2 separate regions of the Mus musculus genome follow, and region 1 is linked to region 2. The links are chromatin contacts, called in public ChIA-PET maps. All regions are on one chromosome and are shown on one strand. The core of a region is the stretch at or near the end of the contact, and the rest is flanking DNA. Distances in the headings are between cores, read along the strand shown. Region 1 overlaps Rrp12 (ribosomal RNA processing 12 homolog (S. cerevisiae)). Region 2 holds the start of Frat1 (frequently rearranged in advanced T cell lymphomas).

Evidence for each region. ChIA-PET counts read pairs in DNA pulled down with a chosen protein or histone mark.
Region 1: a contact with region 2 is called in an RNA polymerase II ChIA-PET map of effector CD8 T cells, with 9 read pairs. The contact joins the enhancer-like site here to the promoter of Frat1 in region 2. A contact is called at or near these places in 1 of 15 datasets of contacts at CTCF or cohesin (the G1E-ER4 cell line), 5 of 484 Hi-C or Micro-C datasets (CD4 T cells, cerebral cortex, forebrain and 2 more), 10 of 115 datasets of contacts at active chromatin or transcription factors (CD8 T cells, the HPC-7 cell line, the SCID.adh cell line and 5 more) and 2 of 9 other capture datasets (adipose tissue and liver).

Annotation. Positions count from the first base shown.
Region 1 is chr19:41,873,216-41,879,926 of GRCm38.p6, reverse strand. It overlaps Rrp12 (ribosomal RNA processing 12 homolog (S. cerevisiae)), which reads left to right. Exons shown (of 34, transcript NM_199447.2): 16 at 1,834-1,898; 17 at 1,981-2,143; 18 at 2,437-2,591; 19 at 2,759-2,826; 20 at 3,299-3,392; 21 at 5,052-5,210; 22 at 5,318-5,398; 23 at 5,586-5,691; 24 at 6,077-6,184. Among named protein-coding and RNA genes, the nearest start is that of Rrp12, 20 kb to the left of the region's middle. Within about 2 kb of position 5,411, at least 25 of the 459 cell types and tissues checked have an H3K27ac peak or open chromatin away from gene starts, as enhancers often do. A contact at or near this core is called in CD8 T cells, the SCID.adh cell line and effector CD8 T cells, where this site is marked.
Region 2 is chr19:41,826,591-41,832,640 of GRCm38.p6, reverse strand. It overlaps Frat1 (frequently rearranged in advanced T cell lymphomas), which reads right to left and starts at 2,671. Exons shown (of 1, transcript NM_008043.3): 1 at 58-2,671. The coding sequence starts at 2,473. The coding sequence ends at 1,649.

The DNA.
Region 1 (6,711 bases), core at 4,162-6,661, 45 kb before region 2:
GGAAAGAGTTCAGTTCTTCTTTGTCATGGTGTCCCTTTAGGTAGATTTTTATTTTTAATGTTGTGGTTTATATGTGTACAGCTGACCTCTGTATCCCAAGGTCCTGTGTCACAGGTTGAGTCAACTTCAGAGATGATTCTCTAACTCCTATTGTAAAACAGTCCTTCACGTGGCATTCGATAAGACAGCTAGAAGTGATGTAATGACTAGCGGAAAGAGTGTGTGTACCATTTTCTATACAAGAGACTTGACCATTTGGAGTTTCCTTTCTAAGGGGATCCTATACCCAGTCCCTCATGGATACTGAGGAAACGCTCTATAGACTTTGATAAACCTACAGATGGATTTACAGGTGTATATGTATATGTATATGTATATGTATATGTATATGGGTTCAAACTCATGGAGATCTGCCTCCCCTTACCTCCTGAGTGCTGAGACTGAAGGCATGCACCATCATGCCCTGCTACATCTTTGGTTTGCAAACAACAAGGTTTTTAAGGATAGTAAAATGATTATTGCCACCGGGCGTGGTGTCGCACACCTTTAATCCCAGCACTCGGGAGGCAGAGGCAGGCGGATATCTGAGTTCGAGGCCAGCCTGGTCTACAGAGTGAGTTCCAGGACAGCCAGGGCTACACAAAGAAATCCTGTCTTGAAAAAAAAAGTTTATTAATAATTTATTTGCTAATGGTATTTTGTTTTGTTGAGACCAGGTTTCATGTAGCCCATGCTGGCTTCACACTCAAGGTAGTTGAAGTGCTTAGTGCTTCAGCCTCCTGAGTACTAGGATTGCAGTCTTTAGTCCCTCTGCCTATCCCACTGCTCATTTTAGCTATATTTTGTTCAGTCACTCTTAAATCTTAAAAGAAAAAAATTTTTTTAAAAAAAGGAATATACAGGAAACATTTAAACAGAAAGGTAAAAAACACCCAAAGAGAATTATTCTAAAATGTTACTGTAGTTTCCTTTTTTGATGTATTTTACTAAATTGGAATGATAACTCGTGTGTTAGTAATTTTACATAAAACCCTTTCTTATGGCTGGGGATATAGCTCAGTGTTAAGGTGCAAGCTGATTTGTGTGAGACTCTGAGTTCAATCCTCAGTGCTGCAAAGTGTTTTTTTCCGTGTTAATAAAAACTTGTCAGCCGCGCAGTAGTAGTGCGTGTGTTTAATCCCAGCACTCAGGAGACAGAGGCAGGCAGACCTCCGAGTTTGAGGCCAGCTTGGTCTACAGAGTGAATTACAAGTCAGCCAAGGAAGGCTACATAGGGAAACCCTATCTCGAAAAACCAGGAAAGAAGTCTTCTCTTTATTGGCAAGTAACTACATGAGCTGGGCAGTGGTGGCGTACTTGGGAGGCAGAGGCAGGCAGATTTCTGAGTTCAAAGCCAGCCTGGTCTACAGAGTGAGTTCCAGGACAGCCAGGGCTACACAGAGCAACCCTGTCTCAAAAAACAAAAAACAAAAACAAAACAAAAAAACAGAAAAAACAGAAAAACCTAAAAAAATGGGACTCATCCGCGACTCTGTAAGCACTGGGATGTTGGCCTATTTTCTCAAGACAGGGTCTCATTAGCCTTGAATTAGATAAGTAGTTGAGGATGACCTTGAATTTCTGAGCCTCCTGAGTGCTGGGATCATAGGTATCAACTGTAATGCCTACATTCATAGATTTGTTTTCATTATTAGAATAATTAATGTTACTATTAATTGGGGGTGTATTACCTATATTTGTATCCTTATTGTAGGCCTTTTGGTTTTGGTAAAATGAGGCCGATAGGCCAAGAGGATATCTTGGGTCACACCATGTCTTTGTCACACCCTCCAGCAATGGACCTGGCTCAGGCAGGCAGCACAGTGGAGTCGAAGATTTATGATACACTCCAGTGGCAGGTGAGGGTCAGCTGGGGAGGGACGAGGGAAGGAGCATGCAGGCTACAAGTCACATTTTAATTCCTAAATTCCTCCCCCCCAGATCTGGACCCTCCTGCCTGGGTTCTGCACAAGGCCCACAGATGTGGCTGCCTCCTTCAAAGGCCTGGCACGGACTCTGGGCACAGCTATCAATGAACGCCCAGACCTGAGGGTCACTGTGTGCCAGGCCCTACGTACCCTCATCACTAAGGGCTGTGAGGCAGGTAAGTGTGGAAGCTACTGAGAAGATGACCTGGGGTGCTAGCCTGCTGTGGGCTCCAGGAGGCTAACGTTAGTCCTTGCCTCACACCTCTCACCGAAGGGTGAGATCTGTGGATTATGCAGTCAGTGTTGAACCCAGAGGCTTCTTGTTCTGTGTGCCCTAGCCTCAGCCTCTACTGGCAGAAAGTCTATTCTTGTGGCTTTTAAATCCTGCCCTGGGGTCCTCTAAAAAGATGTGACTACTGAGTTACTATTAGCTCTGTCCCATCAATGCAAACTTGGGTCCTCTTGCCAGAGGCTGACCGAGCTGAAGTGAGCCGCTTTGCCAAAAACTTCCTGCCAATCCTCTTCAACCTGTATGGGCAGCCTGTTGCAGCTGGAGAGGCGGCAGCCCCTCGCCGTGCTGTGCTGGAAACCATCAAAACTTACCTCACCATAACTGAGGCTCAGGTGAGTGCTGGGCCTTGGAAAGGTCAAGATTCCACCTCCAGGCGCTGGAGCTGGACTGGGGACTTTACACAGCAGTTGTAGCTGGGCTGGGGGACCTAAACCATGGGGACCAACTCAGGAGCCTGCTGCTATGGTCACTCTGTTTCTTTCTCCATTGGGACTGTTAGTTGGTGAATAGCTTCCTGGAAAAAGCCACCGAGAAGGTTCTCGATCCTGCCAGCTCTGATTTCACCAGGTAGGTGTTCCGGGCTTCCTCACTTGAGCTTGGTAGCCGAAGGGTACCTAGCAGAGCCTTTGAGCTCACTCTAGAAGTCTTGAGATACCATGTTCTAACTGTTCTGAGAGGTCTGATTAGTTCATTATTTCTGAAGACTGGACCCCAAAGATAAATAAATGGGTTCAATCCCAGCTCCATCCCTTCCCATCTCATGTAGCTTTAGACCAGTTACATACACACTCTGCCTCTAAGCCCTCATCTGTAGAGTATGTGTAATAACAGTCCCTGCCACGTGGCTTTTTGAGGACAGAGAGAGCTAGCTGTGTAGAGCACCTGGTGCTCTGAGGGTTCCCTGAGTAGCGCTACCTTCCTTGCTTACCATTCGCAAATGCCTCTGGGATTGGGAGGCAGGGGCTGGGCCCAGCCCTGAGTAGAAACAGCTCTGTCCTTCTCTCGTCCTCTAAGCCCCTCCTGTTTGTCACTCTGGCAGATTGTCTGTCCTGGATCTGGTTGTGGCTTTGGCTCCTTACTCGGATGAAGCTGCCATCAGTAAGCTATACTCTACCATCCGGCCCTACCTTGAGGTGAGCTCTTCTTGTCTCCATCCATGCTACGTGCCCAGATCTCGCCCTGGCTACTCCCACAGTGGTTTCCCTTAGGGTTTCTCCCTGCCCATCTGTCACTAGGATGTACAGCTGTGCCCTAGCCTGTGCCAAGGTGTGTCTTGTAGAACAAAGGCTACACTCTTTTCCTGTTGCCATTCTAGGCCTGCCCCAGCCTTCAGCCCTCCCATTCTGCCTTCTTCCACCTTTGACCAACTGTAGCCTCACCAGACTGTTCTTTGAGATACGAATATATCTTAAACAGGCCTTGAACTTCCTCTGTATTGAAAGCTGGCCTGGAACTCCTCATCCTCCTGCCTCTGTCTCACAAGTGCTGTGATTACAGGTCACACCTCCGCACCTAGCCTTCATTAGAGAGTTTGAGGCCTAGATAAGTCTTTCATGTTTACCTCCTTTTAAGTTTTATTTCACATATCATTTGTGTGTTAAGCTGAGGGTGGTGAGAGTCTGAGGACAGTTGTGTAGACTCGGTTCTCTCCTTGCGCCTTCTGTGGGTGCCCAGGATTGAGCTCGGGTTGTCAGGCTCAGAAGCAAGCACCCGATCAGCACATTTACCGCTGAGCCACTGTCCTGGGCCGTTTGGTTTTCCTTTCTCTTTCTTTTTTTTTTAAAGGAAATTTTTTTTTTAAAGACTTTATTTATTATTATAGTAAGTACACTGTAGCTATCTTCAGACACACCAGAAGAGGGAGTCAGATCTTGTTACGGATGGTTGTGAGCCACCATGTGGTTGCTGGGATTTGAACCCTGGACCTTCGGAAGAATAGTCGGGTGCTCTTACCCACTGAGCCACCTCACCAGCCCCTCCTTTCTCTTTCTTTTCTCTTTTCTTTTTCCTTTTTCCTTTTTTTTTTCCTGGATGCACTCAGGTTCTCCTGGATGCTGGGCATGCCCTCTGAGCCACACCCCCAAGATCTTGTTTAGAGCTGGCCTGCCTATGCCTTTGCTCATTCTCACTGCCCTGTCGAAAATGCTTACAATGTGCAGTGTTCAGCCCAGTAGCACCCTCCTGAGGACCAGTCTCCCTGCTCCCCGCCAGTTTGTATAGTAGCTAGAGGAAGATGTGTGCAGGCGGACACAGATGTCAGGGCAGGCTGGGATGAGCTGGCGAGGCCTGGGAACTCCTTCAGCTTAGAGGAGAGCGTGCTAGTCAGAGAGTGCCAGGTCTATCTCCCTATATTCTGATGCCTGTGCCCAGGCTTGGGTGTCTGCTATTTATTACTTTTATTTTCTTAGATTTGATTCTATTTTATGTGTGTTTTGCCTGCATTATGTGCCTGGTGTCACATAGATGAGAAGGCAGCAGCTCCCCTGAAGCTGTGAAAGTGGAGTTTAAGACAGTTGTGAGATGCCATGTGGGTGCTGAGAATGGAAGTGGGTCCTTTAAAAGAACAAGTACTTTGAATCACTGAGCCCTGGCCTCAGCCCCCTTATATGTTATTTAGTGGTGGTGAGAATGGTTTGGAAATCCAGTCTGGCTTTGTCCCTGAAGCTATGGCTCCTGTTTCCAGACCAGCTTCTCTCTGAATCCTCTCTAGTAGATGCTTGGGGAATGTCACAGGATGGAGTGGAACCCAGTCCCCTTCCTTATTATCTCCACGTCTCGTTTGCCCTCTCAAGAGCAAGGTCCACGGTGTACAGAAGAAGGCCTACCGCGTGCTGGAGGAGGTGTGTGCCAGTTCTCAGGGCCCGGCAGCCCGCTTCGTGCAGAGCCACCTGGATGATCTGAAGAAGACTCTGCTGGACTCGCTTCGGACCACATCCTCGCCTGCTAAAAGGGTAAGGGTTCCGGGCTGCCTCGTCTGCAAGGGAGGGAGGGCGTCAACAGGCACGCCCAGGGGTCAGGGTGACACTGGAGGACCCCGGTGTTGTTGTTGTGCCCACAGCCCCGTTTGAAGTGCCTCATACATATTGTGAAGACGCTGTCGGCTGAGCATGAGGAGTTCATAGCTGCCCTCATCCCAGAGGTGAGGGGTTGTGGAGGGATGTGGGTTGTGGTTTCTTAGTGTGGATTCCAAGAGAGGCCCGAGGAGGGAGGGCTGTAGGTAACAGTGGGAGCACACGCTCCCTTCACTGCCTAGTGCATGTGTAGGCGTGAAGAGCTCACCCAGGCTGCCCCTCAGTTCCATGTCCTGACAAAGGCTGTTTGGCCAGGTGATCCTGTGCACCAAGGAGGTGTCAGTGGGTGCAAGGAAGAGTGCGTTTACCTTGCTGGTGGAGATGGGCCATGCTTTCCTGCGATTTGGCTCCAACCAGGAAGGTGAGAGTGTGGGCTGTGGACTGAGAGCTGGGGTGGACAAACTGCCTTGGCCCAGAGAAGACTTTTTTTTTTTTTTTTTTTTGGTTTCTCGAGACAGGGTTTCTCTGTGTAGCCCTGGCTATCCTGGAACTCACTCTATAGACCAGGCTGGCCTCGAACTCAGAAATACGCCTCCCTCTGCCTCCCAAGTGCTGGGATTAAAGGTGTGCGCCACCATGCCCAGTGAGAGAAAAGTCTTAAAGCCTCTGTCCAGTCTTAAGAGAAAAGGTGGAGGGAACGCCTTGTCTTGTTCTGCCTGTGGCTTTGAGTGGACTGCACTGAAGGCCAATAGTACCCATCCCTGAGCACCCTGTCTTCGAGTAACTGTCCCACTCTCTGTCCTCAGACGCTCTGCAGCGGTACCTTGTCCTCATCTATCCTGGCCTTCTGGGTGCAGTTACCACAGTTAGTTGCAGCATTTTGGCTCTGACCCACCTCTTGTTTGAGTTCAAAGGTAAGTGTTTACCTGAAGGGTGCTGTTATGGTAAAGAGTGCTCCAAACATCAGGACAGGGTGATGCCAGAATGGGGAAAAGCATCAGGATGCAGCAAACAGACCCAGAACCCGGCCTGTCTGCTTCCTAGTCTCTTCCCACAACATTCTCCCTTCATCCTTACATTCGCACCACCCATCAGCTTTAGGCCCCAGTGTCCTGGGACTTTTGTCAGATTGGTCAGAAAGAGGGTTGGCCTGTCCCTATGTCTTAGTTCTGGTCCCTCCTCTTACCAACCACATCAAACTTTGAGCATCTTTACTAACCTCTCAGAACCCCTGCTAGTCTCTAAGATAAAAGATGTATGGATACTCCATGGGTGGTGTTCAAGCTGTTAGACCCAGAAAGGCCCTGAGAACATCTGACCCCTGGGTGGGTCTTGGGTTTGAGGGGCTCAGGTATCTGACAGCAGCCCCTGTGCACAGGGCTGATGGGGACCCGTGGGTGGCTCTTGGGTTTGAGGGGCTCTGGTATCTGACAGCAGCCCC
Region 2 (6,050 bases), core at 1,422-3,921:
GAGAAATGTGTTCTGTTCATCTTTCGCACTGGAGGCAAGTACAAAATAAAAGCCGGGGTGTGGGGGTGTGTGTGAGGGGAACCCAACACATTTATTCAAAAACAGTTATTTCAGTTAAAATCCTATAATCAGGACAGCCACAATTCCAGTCACTCCGGTGCGAAGTGTAGATATGTCAACAGCCACATCTGGATGCTGAACAAGCCATTGACTCCAGAAAACTAAAACGAAATGGTCGCTCAGAGTGAACAGTGTTTCCAAGCACTTCACAGTCACAATAGCAGAAAAACCTGCAGCTTTCCCATTTGGAGGGTCACATTTTCTACTAGGGTTCCTTCCCTTACAAAGGCCAGCTGGCACAGCTGGGGGAGGGTCAGGAGGAAATCAACTCTGTCTATCCAGGGAACTGCAGCTGTTATTACAAATGGCCCCGAGAGCCCATTAGAAGAGGCTGTGTGAGACTGTGTCCCAAGCTGTGTCCCTGGAGTGCCCATTATGTGGAATCTCCCCAATCCCCTACCCTGGCCCCTAGCATCATCAGCGCCACCCTGCTTGAGTAGGGCAGCAGAACCAAGGGGGAAAGGTGGTACTCGGTCACTGTCTCAAGGCAGTTTGTCTGCAAGCCAGGTGGAGGGGCAGGGGCGGTGGCCTCGGACGGGAAGCACACTCAGCACTCGCCATCCCCACCTCCTCTGGGATGTGGCGGGAGCGTCCTTAGGGGACTCTTGCATTTGCAAAACAGTGTGCTCTCTTCCTAGCAAGGCCATTCGGTTGTCTCCGTGTTGGAGTCCCACTACACGGTGCACACCCAGGAAACAGTGACCTTGAACCCCCAAAGGGATGGGTCTCCTTTAAAAACACACTTTACGAAGGCAGGAGGGGGTCACTCCTTGCTTCGCCATACCCTTCCATTACCCAACACAGCTCACTGCTGTCTCCACCTTACACTCATGGGGTGCAGCTTTCCCTCAACACTCTGCTAACAGCAACCCTTTGAAAGAAAAAGGGAACGGACAAAAAAACGGTTACTTCTATTCAGCCCCAAGAGGGTCCTCTCGTTGTACCGCATGTTTTACATTGAAACCAGCACCGCAAAGGATGATGAGATGGTCTTTTAACTGTCGTTAAATGTTCAAGTGTGGCATTTTGGAGGGGGGGCGCCCCCCGAAATTAAGTCCACTCTTGTTTCCCCCTCCCCGAAAATGGATCAGGAACCAGCCCTGAAAAAGTACAGCAAGTAATGGGGATCATCGTCCTTCGTTCCATAGCAGGCTGAGCCGATCCTGAGAGCATGCACCGTGGCCACGTGGTCCCCGCTTGGCCAGGAGAGTCTGCGTGGAATTGCAGCGACCAGGTTGAATCACGCCAAAAAAAAAAAAAAAAAAAAAAAAAAAAGGAGCCCTGCTGACAGCCTGCGGTGCGCTCTGTAGATTCTGCTTTAAACAAACCTAAGTCCTGGGTTTCAAACAGTTCGGGGCTTTCAATTTCAGTTACCCATGAAAATATCTGCGATATTTCGGCTGTCTTCCTTAGCTTATTTTCCCGTTTCCAAATAATGCTCGAGTCCACCACCAGCTCCGGCTGGGTGAAGCCCTGGGTAAATCCCTTGGTCCCCGGCTACAGGCTGGTGCTGTGGCCACTTAGGTTGTTAGCTGCCAGGGACAAGAAGGTCGTCCCCAGTTCTGAGCTGCGCCCTCCCCATGAAAGCGCCAGGGTCGCTGCAGGCCGCGCGAGGGCTCCCGGGCGAAGGCGGCTCATGCACTGGGGCTGACAGAGGCCCGAGGAACGGGTGTGCGGGAAGCTTTGCGTGTAACTGTAGCTGTCGCGAATGAAGTCTGCGCACCGCCTCCTTGATGAGGTTTCCCGAGAGCACGAGCTGCTGCAGGAGCCGGTGCGGGTCGTCGTCGTCGCCAGTGCGGGTCTCCGGCTGAGATCCGCGTCGCTGTTGCAAGCGGCGGGACGCGGCTGCGTTCCGGAGCCAACCCCGGCGGCACGGGCCCGACAGTGGCTGCGGGGTGCTTAGTTTGCCGGTCCCCGGGGGTCCGTCAAGGCCCGGCTGCTGGGGCAGCGCGCTGGCGCCGGGGGAGATCTCCGCCACGCAGTAGGGCGCCGACCGTCCCCGCACGCGCCCGCGCTCCCCTAGCACGCAGCGCACGGCCCCCGGGGGCGCAGGGTTCCCGGTCTCCGCTGACCCCGTCGGCCGCAGCAGCCTCCTAGCTGGGGTCCCGGTCTTGTCCGCCGGCAGCGCCGCCAGGACCTGCGGGGGCGGGGGACCCGGGGCGGCACACGGCGAGGCCGGGCGATCGTGCGCTGCGTCCAGCTGCAGCGTCTCGCCGATCTGGACGATGAGCTGGTCCACGTCGGTCGAGCCACCCAGAGTCACCGACTGCTGCAGCAGGAGGAAGCTGTCGTCGTCCTCCTCCCCCTCCGCCTCGTCGCCGGCTTCCTCCTCCTCCTCCCTCCGGCAAGGCATGGCCCCCCGCCCGGGCCCCCGCGGCTGTGCGGGCGTCGCTGGCAGCTCGGTTGGCCGCGGGCTCGGCGAGCCGCGGCTGGGGCGGGAGCGAGGCGGAGGCCCAAGCCGGGCTAGGCAGGGACCACCGGGCAGTGGCACCGCGCGCCTTAGAGCCGCGGGAGCCGGAACGCTGCCGGCTTGGGTTGATTTGTAAACAATGGGTGACGTCGCGTGGCTCCTACCACCGTGCGCGGCCGGGGGGTGCTGTCTCCTTGGCAGTAGTGAGCCTGTAGGGCCAGGGCACAGAGTAGAGCCTGGCTGCCCCCGAGCCTCATCGGCGTGCCTACTGTGTGCGGGGATGCACTGGGAAGTTGATTCTGGTTCGCTCAGCCGGGCCTAATTGGCATTCCACAAGATGGACACCTTGGGGGACTCGATTGGTTTCTTCCACACACAGTCACTTCCACACACTTACACCTCCACACACTCCCCTCAGCACGTCAAGTGGTTTGGTTTAGGCGGTGGCTTTTTTTTTTTTTTTTTTTTTTTTTTTTTTTTTTTTTTTTTTTTTTTTAAAGGTTTGGGTGACAGAGTCAGAGGAGGCTGGAAAGGAGAGGGAGTGAGGTTTGGACTCGGAGTGACGATTAGGAAAAGGTTGTTGCCAAAGATGGAAAGGAGGATGGAGACCTTGTCTGATGTGGATGGCTGAGCTGGAACGCAAACCGGCCACAGATTTCGTGGTTTTTTGGCTTGGGTTCCAGGGCATTTAGGGGCTGCGTTGACTACTGGCTCTTTGCAAGGAACTGTAATATGGCAAGTGAATGCGTGTTAACGAAATTCAGTAGTCAAATGAAGACTAGTCATCTAGAAAGGGTAGCAGTGGTGAGCTGGTTATATGAAAACAGAGCCTCGGCCATCTTAACTGTTCCAGATAGCATTGTTGAATTAATGGTTAACCAAACCTTTATTAGTTTTTTTTTTTAATATTTATTTATTTTGTGAAAGGGCCTTGAGTATGCTCTTGGATTGGCTGTGTAGCTGAGGATAACCTTGAACTCTTTATCCTCTTGCTTACAGGTTGGGAACCACTAGGTCAAGTGTGTTTATTTAATGATTTTTTTTGGAAGGGTTGGGGATTACATCCAGGGCCTTGCACATGGCAGGAATGCTTTCCTTCTGAGCGAACAGTAATTTGATGACCGCTTTCTTTCTTTCTTTCTTTCTTTCTTTCTTTCTTTCTTTCTTTCTTTCTTTGTTTTCAAGACAGGGTTTCTCTGTATAGCCCTGCCTGTCTTGGAACTCACCACGCCTGGCTGATGATGATCATTTTCAAATGGACTTCAACAGACCCCTGGGTGGTGACACACATCTGTAATCCCAACACTAGGAAGGCAGAGGCAGGAGGATCACAAGTTCAAAATTATTCCTGGCCAAATAGCAAATTTGAGGCCAGCCTGATACACAGAACTCTGTGGCCTAGTTTCTATTACACACACACACACACACACACACACACACAGAGAGAGAGAGAGAGAGAGAGAGAGAGAGAACTTAAAATAAGTGAATTTGTAACGTGTAAATTGTGTAATATAAAGTTGCTTTAAAACTAGTCATAGTGCCGGGCATGGTGGCGCACACCTTTAATCCCAGCACTCAGGAGGCAGAGGCAGACAGATTTCTGAGTTCGAGGCCAGCCTGGTCTACAAAGTGAGTTCCAGGACAGCCAGGGCTATACAGAGAAACCCTGTCTCGAAAAACCAAAAAACAAAAACAAAACAAAACAAAAAAACCAAAAAAACCCTAGTCATAAAGCATTTAGGAACAGACACACCAAGGCCAGTGAAGAGTCTGACAGTGTTCAGGCAGCTACTTTCTAGTCCTGAGCAGGAGCTGAGTGCAGCAGCCAGGGCTTACACTTGGCTGGAGAGGCAGAGTTGGGAAGATTGCTCAAATCCATGAGTTCTAGATTAGTGTGAGACAAAATGGTGAGACTGAATTCAGAAGTAAGTAAATAATAAGACTTAAGAGTTCACGACTAAAGAGCACTGGCTGCTCTTCTGAAAGACCGGGGCTTGGTTCTCAGTACTCCCAGAGGCTCACAAAGATTGGTAACTAACTCCACATCCAGAGGATACTAACACCCTCTTCTGGCCTCCATGTGCACAGTGACATAGGCATACATGCAGGCGAAACATTCATACACATTTAAACAGTTTAAAAGAAGAGTTGGGTAGCCTGTAAGATGCCGCAGAGGAAAAGAATGCTTTCCACCGAGATTGGCCACCTGAGTCCAGTCCTCAGGACCCTTGGTGGAAAAGAAAGAAACGATTCCTACAAGTTATCCTTGGACTTTAACACCCTCCCCCAACTAAATAAATGCAACTTTAAATATTTAAAAAGTGAGTTGGGGGGCTGTAGAGATGGCTCAGCAGTTAAGAATACTGACTGCTGTTCCAGAGGTCCTGGGTTCAGTTCCCAGCAACCCCGTGGTGGCTCACAACCATCTGTAATGGGATCTGATGCCCTCTTTTGGTGTGTCTGAAGACAGCAACAATGTACTCATATACATAAAATAAATAAATCTTTAAAAAAGAGAGAGAGTCTGCTTCATTTTTGTTTGTTTGTTTGTTTGTTTTCAAGACAGGGTTTCTCTGTGCAGCCCTGGCTGTCTTGGAACTCAGTCTGTAGACCAGGCTGGCCTCAAACTCAGAGATTTGCCTGCCTCTGCCTCCCAAGTGCTGGGATTAAAGGCGTGCACCACCACTGTCTGGCTTCATTTTTTTTTTCAAGTATAGAGAAGAGAAATGTCAGAACAGTGGAAAAGTCAGTTCTTCCTCCTTCTCTTCCTCTTCCTTCTTCTTTTCTTCATCCTCCTTTTTTTTTTTTTTTTTTTTGTCTCTTCATTTTTTTGAAACAAGGTCTCCTGTAACCCCAGCTGGCATGGAATTCACTCTGTAGCTGAGGATGGTCTTGAACTCATGATTGTCCTGCCTCTACCTCCCAAGTGCTGGGCTTCCAGGCTCTTTCAACAGCTCCCTCTTTGTAATAGAGTCAGTTTGAAGAAAGTAATCAAAGTTCTAAATCTAGGTAATCTCTACTTCTGTGGAATTATAAAATTTATCCTTGGCAGATGACTGCTCTCTTGTTCTCCTCTCCTCTCCTCTCCTCTCCTCTCCTCTCCTCTCCTCTCCTCTCCTCTCCTCTCCTCTCCTCTCCTCTCCTCTCCCCTCTCCTCTCCTCTCCTCTCCCCTCCCCTCCCCTCCCCTCCCCTCCTCTCCCCCTCCCCTCTCCTCTCCTTTCCTCTTCTTTCTCTCTCTCTCTCTCTCTCTGTCTCTCTCTCTCTCTCTCTCTCCTCTCTCTCTCTGGCAGTATCTCGCTCTGTAGTCCAGACTGTCCTAGCCTTTCTGACAATCCTCCTGTCTTGGTTTCCTTAAGTGTTTGGGGTTGCAAGCACTTGGCATTGCTCCAAGCATTTTTTTCATTGCAATTTAGATGCCATTTATTTTATGTATTTATTTATTGCCCTATTTAAAATCTCTATAAACAAGATTGGATAGAAGTAGTGAGAACGGCCATGGACATCTTTATGCTCAGGAAA